Regions from separate parts of the Sus scrofa genome. Here regions 1 and 3 are each linked to region 2. The links are chromatin contacts, called in public HiChIP or PLAC-seq maps. All regions are on one chromosome and are shown on one strand. The core of a region is the stretch at or near the end of the contact, and the rest is flanking DNA. Distances in the headings are between cores, read along the strand shown.

Region 1 (3,411 bases), core at 756-3,255, 280 kb before region 2:
CCATCGTGGTTCACTGGTTAGAAAACCTGACTGGCATCCATGAGGACGAGGGTTCCATCCCTGGCCTTGCTCAGTGGGTTAAGGATCCGACATTGCCGTGAGCTGTGGTGTAGGTCACAGACCTGGCTTGGATCCCACGTTGCTGTGACTCTGGCATAGGCTGGCACCTACAGCTCCAATTATACCCCTAGTCTGGGAACCTCTGTATGGCGCGGGTGCAGCCTAGAAAAGACAAAAAAAAAAAAAAAAAGACAAAAGATAAAAATAAAAATATATTTGATTCTCTTTCTCAGTATAGTCTTCTAACATAGCTAAGTCATAATTTCATTCCCTCTCCTTTCTTCTGCTTAGATTGTAAAAAAAATAAAAGTAAGAAGTAAAACAGCCAGAAGATAACCAATCAATCAATCATTCACTTATTCCTCATTTAATGAAGACTTGCTAAGTGCTTAGGATGTGAAGATAAATAAGACAAAGTCCCTGCCCTGCAAGAGTTCACAATCTGGGGTAGAGACAGAGATATACAGGCATGAGCAGATTATTCTGAAAGCTCCAAGGAGAGGTGCCCACCCAGCCAGAAGGTTGGGAAAGGTTCTCGGAGGAAGTCACCCAGACTGAAAGGGGCCTCAGGAGGAAAATCACACTCAGCAGAGAAGATCTCTTGAGCAAAGACACAAAAGCAAGTAATAATGTGATATATATAAGAATTACAGAGTTTGGTGTTGCTGGAACAAAATTAAGTTCTAGGCAGGAGTCATAGGCAAGGTACTTGGCAGCAGAAAAACATTTTGTCAAGAAAATTCTCCCTCAAAATTCTACTCAGAGTCATTAGAGAAGATACTGAACAAAGTATTTTAACGATATGAATGCTGATTCCTTCCCTGCCCCAAAATTAGGCAAGAGGGTAGGCGAGGGCCAGATCCATGCTGAGCTCATATCTCAGATTTGGTTGTAGAGAGAGTATTAGAGTGGCCATTGAAAGGGCAGCTTCAAAAGGGAGGCAAAGCAGGCTGTAGGCAAGAGGACTGTTTGGGTTGTAGACCAATAGGCGCAAAATGGCAAAGCCCAGAACTTAGTGGAGACAGTGGTGGCAGAGGTGGCGAATGGATCCAAGACACACTGACAGTGCAGTATCAGCAGAACTTAATAATTGACTGGACCAGGTTAATCTAAAACAGGTCAAAGCCAGGAATGGTTTACAAGATTCTGGTTAAGCTATGAATTGCTGCCACATGGATAAGGGAAGGGGATCTGATTTGGAGAAAGACCCTGAGTTTAGGATTTATACTTGCATTCAGAGTGGCTAAGTGGTATCCCCCTGGAAATATCTAGTAACTTTCAGCTCAGAGGTGAGTGATCTAGGCTGGAAATACATCGATTTGAAAGTTGTCAGTTTACAGGTTGTATTTAAAATAATAGAAAGTTGGATTGGTGCAGTGGAAACAAATCTGACTAGGAACCAGGAGGTTGCGGGTTCGATCCCTGGCCTTGCTCAGTGGGTTAAGGATCTGGTGTTGCCGTGAGCTTGGTGTAGGTCACAGACATGGCTCGGATCTGGCATTGCTGTGGCTGTGGCGTAAGCTGGCAGCTGTAGCTCCAAATGGACCCTTAGCCTGGAAAGCTCCATATGCCACGGGTATGGCCCTAGGAAGACAAAAGACAAAAATAAATAAATAAATTAAATAAAATAATAGCAAGTTGATGAGCTCATTCAGGGAGAGAGAAGTGAAAGAGCTGTACAGACAGCATAGAACCTTTGTCAGTGCCACTGTTTGAAGGACAATTAAAAATGAAGCAAGCCAAAAAGAAAGGATCAGAGTGATTTCAGGAAGACAGGAATCCTCAGCAGAAGGGAAAGAGTAAAGTACCGAAGCAAAAAGTATTGGGGATGATGGCACAGGAGGAATGCAAAGCAGCAGCAAACTGGGGCCTTTTGGTTGCCAGGGCCAGAGAGGCCACTTTTATGCAGCAGGCTTCTCGCTCACTTCCCTGCTCCACCTCAGCTTCCTCATCCGTTAAACAAGAACAGTAATGTCTGGGCGTTCCCGTCATGACACAGCGGAAGTGAGTCCAACTATGAACCATGAGGTTGAAGGTTCGATCCCTGGTCTCGTTCAGTGAGTTGAGGATCTGACATTGCTGTGGCATAGGCCGGGCAGCTGTAGCTCCTGGTTTCCTAGCTCTAGGTTTCCTATCCTGGGAACCTCCATATGCCACAGGTGTGACCCTAAAAAAAAAAAAAAAAAAAAAAAAAAAAAAAAAAAAAAAAAAAAAAAGAATAGTAATATCTGCTCAATAAGTATGCTTTGAAGATTAAATGTGATCATGTGCTAAAATTCTGGCACAAGTAGGCATTCAAGGAGGTTTGGTTTTTTTACTCCTATTTCCGACTGTAACTATCAGAACAGAAATATTCTAAAGAACTGACTGATGATGGAGACCTTTTCTCGTAACTATCCCTTCTGTATAGTGCCCCAGATTTCTTGGCACAATTCTGAATTTATTTTTGTAATCCCAAATTGAAGTAATTTTGTATGGATCTCTAACCAGAATTCCCCATTGTGCATCTGAAATTCTGCCACTAAAATAATGATGGGCTAGAGTAGCCACAGGAGGTGGGGAACCCTAGGTATCCAGTGTAATTATCGTAAGAGCTATGGACTGGGTTATTTTCCTTTTTTCCTTCATCCTTAGCTAAACAGAGAGACATCCTTCTCCAAGATATCCACAACCACATGACCCAGATTTTGTAAAGAATCCAGATTTGAAGTGTTCCATCTTGTCCTTAGAGGCTATCAAAATGTCCTAGGAGTTCTTGACCTTGTCTCTGACTTAGTGACTTTTTATCAGTCCGTAGCTTTTAAAATTTATTTTAGGAGTTCCCGTCACAGCACAGCGGAAACAAATCCAACTAGGAACCATGAGGTTACGGGTTCAATCCTTGACCTCGCTCAGTGGGTTAAGGATCCGGTGTTGCCATGAGCTGTGCTGTTGATTGCAGACATGGCTCGGATCTGGTGTTGCTGTGGCTCTGGCGTAGGCCGGCGGCTGCAGCTCCGATTAGACTCCTAGCCTGGGAAACTCCATATGCCATGGGTGCGGCCCTAAAAGGATAAAGGACCAAAAAAAATTTTTAATAGGTTATATTTAATAACCTGATAATACTGATGATTAATTTTCTCCACTCTTTAGTTGGAAGCAAGGTATCATTCTTCGAACCAGATGATGAAGTAGTTGGTAAGTTACAGGTTGTATTAGTCCTATTTCAAGCCCTCTGTTTTACTGTTGTCTCTTCCTTTTTGCTATGCAGTTGTTAATGTTTATTGCAACCTTGTGTCATATAAAAGTACTTACTCGAGTTTTGGCATTTACTCTCAAATATCCATTGATAAAGAGACTTTTGACTATTTG
Region 2 (3,021 bases), core at 36-2,535:
AGACCATCATGTGGATATGCGTGAAATATAGAGCGTGCAAGAACCACTGAACGAAGGTATCGAAAATATTTTCTAAAACGATCGACAGCCTTGGCGCAAAGGTCCACTTTTGACACACAGCTCACAGAGAAGATATTCTATTTTTATGGTAAAAAGGAAGTATTTCACAATTTTATTGTTTCATTACACGAAAAAAGAAAAGATACGACAAGAGGCTCTGACCTGGTTTGGTTTTCTCGCACACAGTGTCACTAAAAACACTGCTTCTATTCCACCTGTCATTCTCGATGAGTGCTCTGGCTTTGACACAATACACAGTCAGTGGTTTCAAGTTAGAGAAAGTAAAATCCGTTCTCTTCTCTAGAACGTCTCTCTATAAAAAAATAAGTCATTGAGAACGTTTAGTACCTGTGAAATCATATAGCGAGTATTTATTTTCTGAATTCTCTTTTTTTTTTTTTTTTTTGAAGGGGTGCACCCGTACACATGGAGGTTCCCAGGCTAAGGGTCTCAGTGGAGCTGCAGCTGCCGGCCTACACCACAGCCCCAGCCACGCCGATCCTCAACCCACTGAGCGAGGCCAGGGATCGAACCTACAACCTCATGGTTCCTGTTGGATTTGTTTCCACTGTACCATGACGGGGAATTCCCAATTTTCTGAATTCTTTAAATAGTCAATCTGAGATTGGCCTCTCCCAAATGCTTAGTTGCTATATGTTTAAGACATAGAAATTTTTTTGGACAACACGATAACCAAACTTAAAAGTTAAAAATGCTGGGAGTTCCCATCGTGGCGCAGTGGTTAACAAATCCAACTAGGAACCATGAGGTTGCGGGTTCGGTCCCTGCCCTTGCTCAGTGGGTTAACGATCCGGCGTTGCCGTGAGCTGTGGTGTAGGTCGCAGACGCGGCTTGGATCCCGCATTGCTGTGGCTCTGACGTAGGGCAGTGGCTACAGCTCGATTCGACCCCTAGCCTGGGAACCTCCATATGCCGCGGGAGCGGCCCAAAGAAATAGTAAAAAGACTAAAAAAAAAAAAAAGTTAAAAATGCTGGCGATCCCTTGTGGTGCAAGGATCCGGCCTTGTCACTCTAGTAGCCTGGGTCACTGCTGTGGTGAGGGTTTGATTCCCAGCCCAGGAACACCCCCATACCATGAAGATGGTAGAAAAAAAAAAGCTACTGTAAAAAAAAGAATACAGCATTTCCTAAGACAGCTTGTTTATCAGTAACACGCTCATTTGTGTGTGTTTTTTTTCTTCTTCATTTTAAGGCCACACCCACTGCATATGGAAGTTCCCAGGCTAGGGGTCAAATCAGAGCTGCAGCCACCGGCCTATGCCACAGCCACAGCATCAGAGGATCCAAGCTGCATCTGCCAACTACATCACAGCTCATGGCAATGCCAGATTCTTAACACACTGAGCGAGCCAGGGGTCGAACCTGCAACCTCATGACTCCTCATCGGATTCGTTTCTCCTGAGCCACAATGGGAACCCCTGATTTGGTTTGATTGCCATTGTATTCCCTCTGCTTAGTGGCAGAATAATTAAGAGCAGGGGTTCTGGCCTCAAACTGCCTGAATCAAAATATCATTTAGAGCTAAGAGGCTTTATGCGAGGTATTTAATTCCTCTGGGCCCTATTTCCAGGTCTGTACAATAAGGACAACTATGACTTCTTGTTTGTATTAGTCAGCTATTGCCACAATAACGTTGTGTAAGAAAACATTACAACAAAATAATGTTGGGAAATGTTGTGTAACAAAACAGCCTGCGGCTCACAACATATTTATTTTTCTCCCTGGTGAGTGTCCCAGTGGGCTGGGGAGCCCTCGCTGAGACTGTGGGTCAAGTTCAGGTCTGCTCCACAGTCTCTCCTCTGCCCTGGACCAGAGACCTGGTGCTTCCTTTCCTCTCGGCAAATGGGAGAAGCACAGAAACAAGCCACACAGGTGCACGTCACGGTCCACTGTCTACAGCCTGGCATCCGTGAAGCAGAAAGGAACACTCCATTCTACGAATTTGCAGAAGAGCAATTTAACAGATCAAACCGGCAGGGTTGTTTTAAAGAATGATTGGGACCATTCATATAAAATACTTAGCATAGTACCTGATATGCAATGAGTATTCAAACAGCCTCAGAGGGCAAGCACTTTGCCGAAGGTTACACAGCCACAGCAACGCCAGCTCCGAGCCGTGTCTGCAACCTACACCATAGCTCATGGCAACGCTGCATCCTTAAGCCACGGAACAAGGACAGGGATCAGACCCGTGTCCTCACGGACACGATGTGGGGTTCTTAACCCGCTGAGCCACAACGGGAACTCCTCACATAGCCTTCAAGTTTAAAAATTTCCCTAAAATCTTAACTTTGAGCTGTGTTTACCCAAATCACAGTTGTAACTCTGAATTACAAGCGTATACCACACAGTCTTTATGATACCTCAGTATCTGAAGTGTTTTCTCTAAAAATAACTTCATAAATTAGTGGGTAAAGCTGGTTCACAGACTTGTCCTCAGATTCTTTCGGAGCACCGATACCGACACGCAGTGAAGCATCATTTATGGGTTTCATGTTGATGACGGGAGGAAACAGGATAGCTAGGAGAAATGTGTAAAGACACAAAGTTCAAATTAGACCACCTTTTTGTTTTTAAAAAAAAAGAATTTACAGCAAATTGGAGAATTACCATGATTACCATGGAAAGATGAAAACTATCAGCTTACTTTGCATTTCAGTATTAAATCTCTTCTCTTCGGACCAAAGAGATGTGCTATTTCCATTAGATGCTTGGACACGGATGAAGAAAATTCCTTTCGTGAAAACATTTTGAGGAAAGACACAATGGGTCGTTTTGACATTTTCACAGTTTGGTATTTGTTTCCACTTGTCTGAATGGTCCTCAGGAATCTTTTTTAAAAAGGCACTTTGAAGACAAAAAAAAAAGTGAATTTTTTTTTTTTTTTTTTATTCCAAACACACTAAGTCAGTAAATATTCACTGAGTACCTATAATATGC
Region 3 (3,145 bases), core at 515-3,014, 260 kb before region 2:
GTTAGTATCCATTTGGGATAACACTAGTCATTACTTAGGATGGGCATTAGGCTTGCTTCTCTCATCACGTGGCCCTAGAAGTATGGGCTCTATTTATTATGTCACCACCTTGCTCAAATCAGTTCCCCCATTTTCCTGTTTTAGAGGTAAATTTGACAGCTTACAGCATTTCTGTTCAACAACAACAGGAGTTCCCCTTGTGGCGAAACGTCTTGAGAGTGCTGGGATGCAGGTTCGATCCCCAGCCCGGCACAGTGGGTTAAGGATCTGGCATTGCTGCAGCTGTGGCTTAGGTCGCAAGTGCGGTTCCAATCTGATTCCTGGCTCTGGAACTCCATTTGCCACAGGCGGCCAAAAAAAGGAAAAAGAACAACATAGGTGACCTACCTAATACCCTCTGCTTATCAAATGGTTTTGATTTACTCCTCTCTTCTTTGCGTTGCCACCTTAACAGTCTTTCCAGCTACGTATCTTAAAAGATGTGATGGAGAAGTTATCAACTGGTGTTTTTAGGTATGCTAAATGACCAGCTTCATTGTTCTAGTTAATTTTTTTATCCTCGGCAGTTAAAATGGGCATTCCCATTTTTGTTTCAGCTTTCTTAGTATACCTGTCACCTCCATATTTTGCTATTTTGTTTAGATAAATAGCTGCTCTTTAATATTTCTCAAAGCATATCTTATGATACACCAGTAAGTATTCCCTAAGATACAAGTGGTTTGTGAGTTTTCCTTCCTCCCTTCCATACTGTACCTCACCCCTTACTCGCCTTCATCACCTCTCCCAAAGCAACTTGAAATAACCCACAACTTGGCAGGAGGGAAAAGTACTGTTTTGTTATTTGTTTCTTAGTTGGATCTGTTTATCAAAAAAGAGGGAGTGGATTAAATAGCTATTTTCCCCCTTCAAAATTTAACCACTTAAAAATTTAACAATGGAAATATTAATAGACAAGTTTATTTAAAGTAATAGAGTGGAACTATAGCAGTTGTCAACTACCATTCTATGTACTCTACTCATCCTTAACTAGACCTGACATTTCTAATAATTTCATTCTTCCTCAGACCTCAATTGGATGAACCTATTCCACTATACGAGGCAAAAGTTACCATGGAAGTTGTTCAGAAAAATCAACGAAGAAAGAAGCAAGTTGTTCAATTTTAATTTTGTTCTTTCTCAGACCTCAGTTGGATGAGCCTATTCCAGTATTTGAAGCCTGAGTTGCCTTGGAAATTGGGAAAAGTTAAGGAAGATAAAAGCAAGTTTTTACATTTTTTAAGCATATTTCCTGCTGAGACAAGATGCTCAGGGTTATTTGAAGTATTTGAGAAGTACTTGAAAAAATACTCAAGACAATTCTAAAATTAGCATCTAAAGGGAATATTCTAAAAGGCTTTTTAGTTATTGTTTCTATATATTTGCCTCTTCTAAAATTCTTTCCATGATGAAAACTGCTTTAAGCAGAAGCCATGCTACTATCTATAAAGCTGTTGGAATCTCCTGCTGTATCAAAATAACATTACTTTTGTATTACACTCTCTTCTCAATACCTTCCTTCTTTAACAAGCCTTTGCTGTCCTAACCTAATCATTTGAATATATCTTCAAGCCTGAAAGGATCTAGCCCATAGCAACTTAATTTTTTTTTTCAAATATTCATTCACTCCAGGGTTTCCTCAGGATCCATCAGGACCATCACAATAACTCGCCTGCGGCTACTGCAGTGTTTGCGTGGAAGGCTGCAGTGGCGATGCTTGGGAAGGGGGCCGGGAGGCTACGCTTGCACAGCCAGCGTGCTGATTTCCTATCCGGGTTCTCCGTTTTGGGGGGTTGGGGGAGGAGGCCCAGGCCACTCTTTCCAGCTCTGGACCTGAACACTGCACTTCCGAAAGCTTATCGAGGCGAGCTCAAGTGTGACGTTTCCTTTTCATCCTGGCGCCCTGCCCGGGGCTCATCACACCCTGCTTCGGATTTAAATAGTGCTCGGCTATTCCGGTGCCTTGGACCGCGCGCTTCCCAGCCACTTAGCACCCGGCGACCCGACTGCATCCTCGGAGCAGGAAGGAGCGCCAAGGCGGCGTCCCGGGAAGCGCTGGGCACTGGAGCACCCGAAGCCCCGGAGGCGCAAGCCGGGGGCGGGGCCTCGTGAGCGCCTGACGGCGCACGCGCCGCGAGGAGCCTCGGGGGCGGGGCCGCGTAGTGGGGCGGGGCTGGCGCGCGCGGGAAGCGCCTACCGGGCTGCGGGTTCCCCTTCCTCGGCCTTCGCCGCGCGTCATGGCTCTGTCAGTTCCCGGCTACTCGCCCAGTTTCAAAAGGCCGCCCGAGACCTTGCGGCTCCGACGGAAAAGGGGCCGGAGCCTTGGAGCTGCTCCCCCGCCCAAGGAGCGGCCTGAGCAGACGACCCGCCGCGCGGCCCTGGCGGCCGGGCTGCCTCTCCGCCCCTTCCCGGCGGCGGCGAGCAGAGGCGGCGGCGCCCCGGCCGCGGCCCGAAGAAACCCCTTCGCTCGACTGGACAACCGGCCGCGGGCCGCCTCCGAGCCTCCCGACGGGCCGCCCCGCAGCCAGCAGGAGGCACCGGGCCCGGTGAGTGTCTTCGTGCCTGGGGGCCGAGGGGCTCTTGTACTTTGTGGGTCGACTCGGCTGTGAGGTAGGGGTGGCGAGTTCTCGCGTTCCAGGAGGGAAATGGGCGCCAAGTGCCAGCCGCCCGCCGCCCAGGGAGCCCTAAACTTGGGAGGCGGCTGCTCTGCCAGGTCCGGGGGGCGTGAAGTGCGCTCCGCCAGCCGCCGCGGGACGTGCGGCGCCCGCGGGTCCTGAGGAGAGGACCCCATTCCCTCGGTCCAGTCCGGAGCCCGGCCCGGGGAGTTTGGGCTGCAACCGTCCCGTCGGGGGTTAGAGACCGGGGGAGAGAGCGCGGAACAATCCTAGAACAACTCCGGGAGGGCCGCTGTGTGCTGGGAAGGTTACGAGACGCTCTTCCCAGCGTGATTCTGGGCTTCCCTTTTCACGTGCTCAAAATGATCCTGCAGTTGAAGGAATACTGAGGATTCATGGAGTCAGAATTTACTGGTATTTGTCTTAGCCCAAAACCTTTTGGATCTTTTGAATTGAGATGATTGATTATTGCGTTATGAGTTGTGCAAATTACC

Evidence for each region. HiChIP or PLAC-seq counts read pairs in DNA pulled down with a chosen protein or histone mark.
Region 1: a contact with region 2 is called in an H3K27ac HiChIP or PLAC-seq map of alveolar macrophages. The contact joins two enhancer-like sites. A contact is called at or near these places in 2 of 47 Hi-C or Micro-C datasets (embryonic fibroblasts and retroperitoneal adipose tissue) and 1 of 2 datasets of contacts at active chromatin or transcription factors (alveolar macrophages).
Region 3: a contact with region 2 is called in an H3K27ac HiChIP or PLAC-seq map of alveolar macrophages. The contact joins the promoter of DONSON here to the enhancer-like site in region 2. A contact is called at or near these places in 5 of 47 Hi-C or Micro-C datasets (embryonic fibroblasts, epiblast stem cells, heart right ventricle and 2 more) and 1 of 2 datasets of contacts at active chromatin or transcription factors (alveolar macrophages).

The regions. Positions count from the first base shown.
Region 1 is chr13:197,226,870-197,230,280 of Sscrofa11.1, reverse strand. It overlaps CRYZL1 (crystallin zeta like 1), which reads left to right. Exons shown (of 13, transcript NM_001098596.1): 5 at 3,193-3,237. Among named protein-coding and RNA genes, the nearest start is that of CRYZL1, 20 kb to the left of the region's middle. Within about 2 kb of position 2,005, at least 3 of the 83 cell types and tissues checked have an H3K27ac peak or open chromatin away from gene starts, as enhancers often do. A contact at or near this core is called in alveolar macrophages, where this site is marked.
Region 2 is chr13:196,943,110-196,946,130 of Sscrofa11.1, reverse strand. IFNAR1 (interferon (alpha, beta and omega) receptor 1) reads right to left here. Exons shown (of 11, transcript NM_213772.1): 7 at 2,729-2,928; 8 at 2,445-2,602; 9 at 223-373. Among named protein-coding and RNA genes, the nearest start is that of IFNAR1, 19 kb to the right of the region's middle. Within about 2 kb of position 1,285, at least 2 of the 83 cell types and tissues checked have an H3K27ac peak or open chromatin away from gene starts, as enhancers often do. A contact at or near this core is called in alveolar macrophages, where this site is marked.
Region 3 is chr13:197,202,862-197,206,006 of Sscrofa11.1, reverse strand. DONSON (protein downstream neighbor of Son) reads left to right here and starts at 1,764. Exons shown (of 10, transcript XM_013990191.2): 1 at 1,764-2,582. The coding sequence starts at 2,274. It overlaps CRYZL1 (crystallin zeta like 1), which reads left to right. Exons shown (of 13, transcript NM_001098596.1): 12 at 468-513; 13 at 1,065-1,534. The coding sequence ends at 1,164.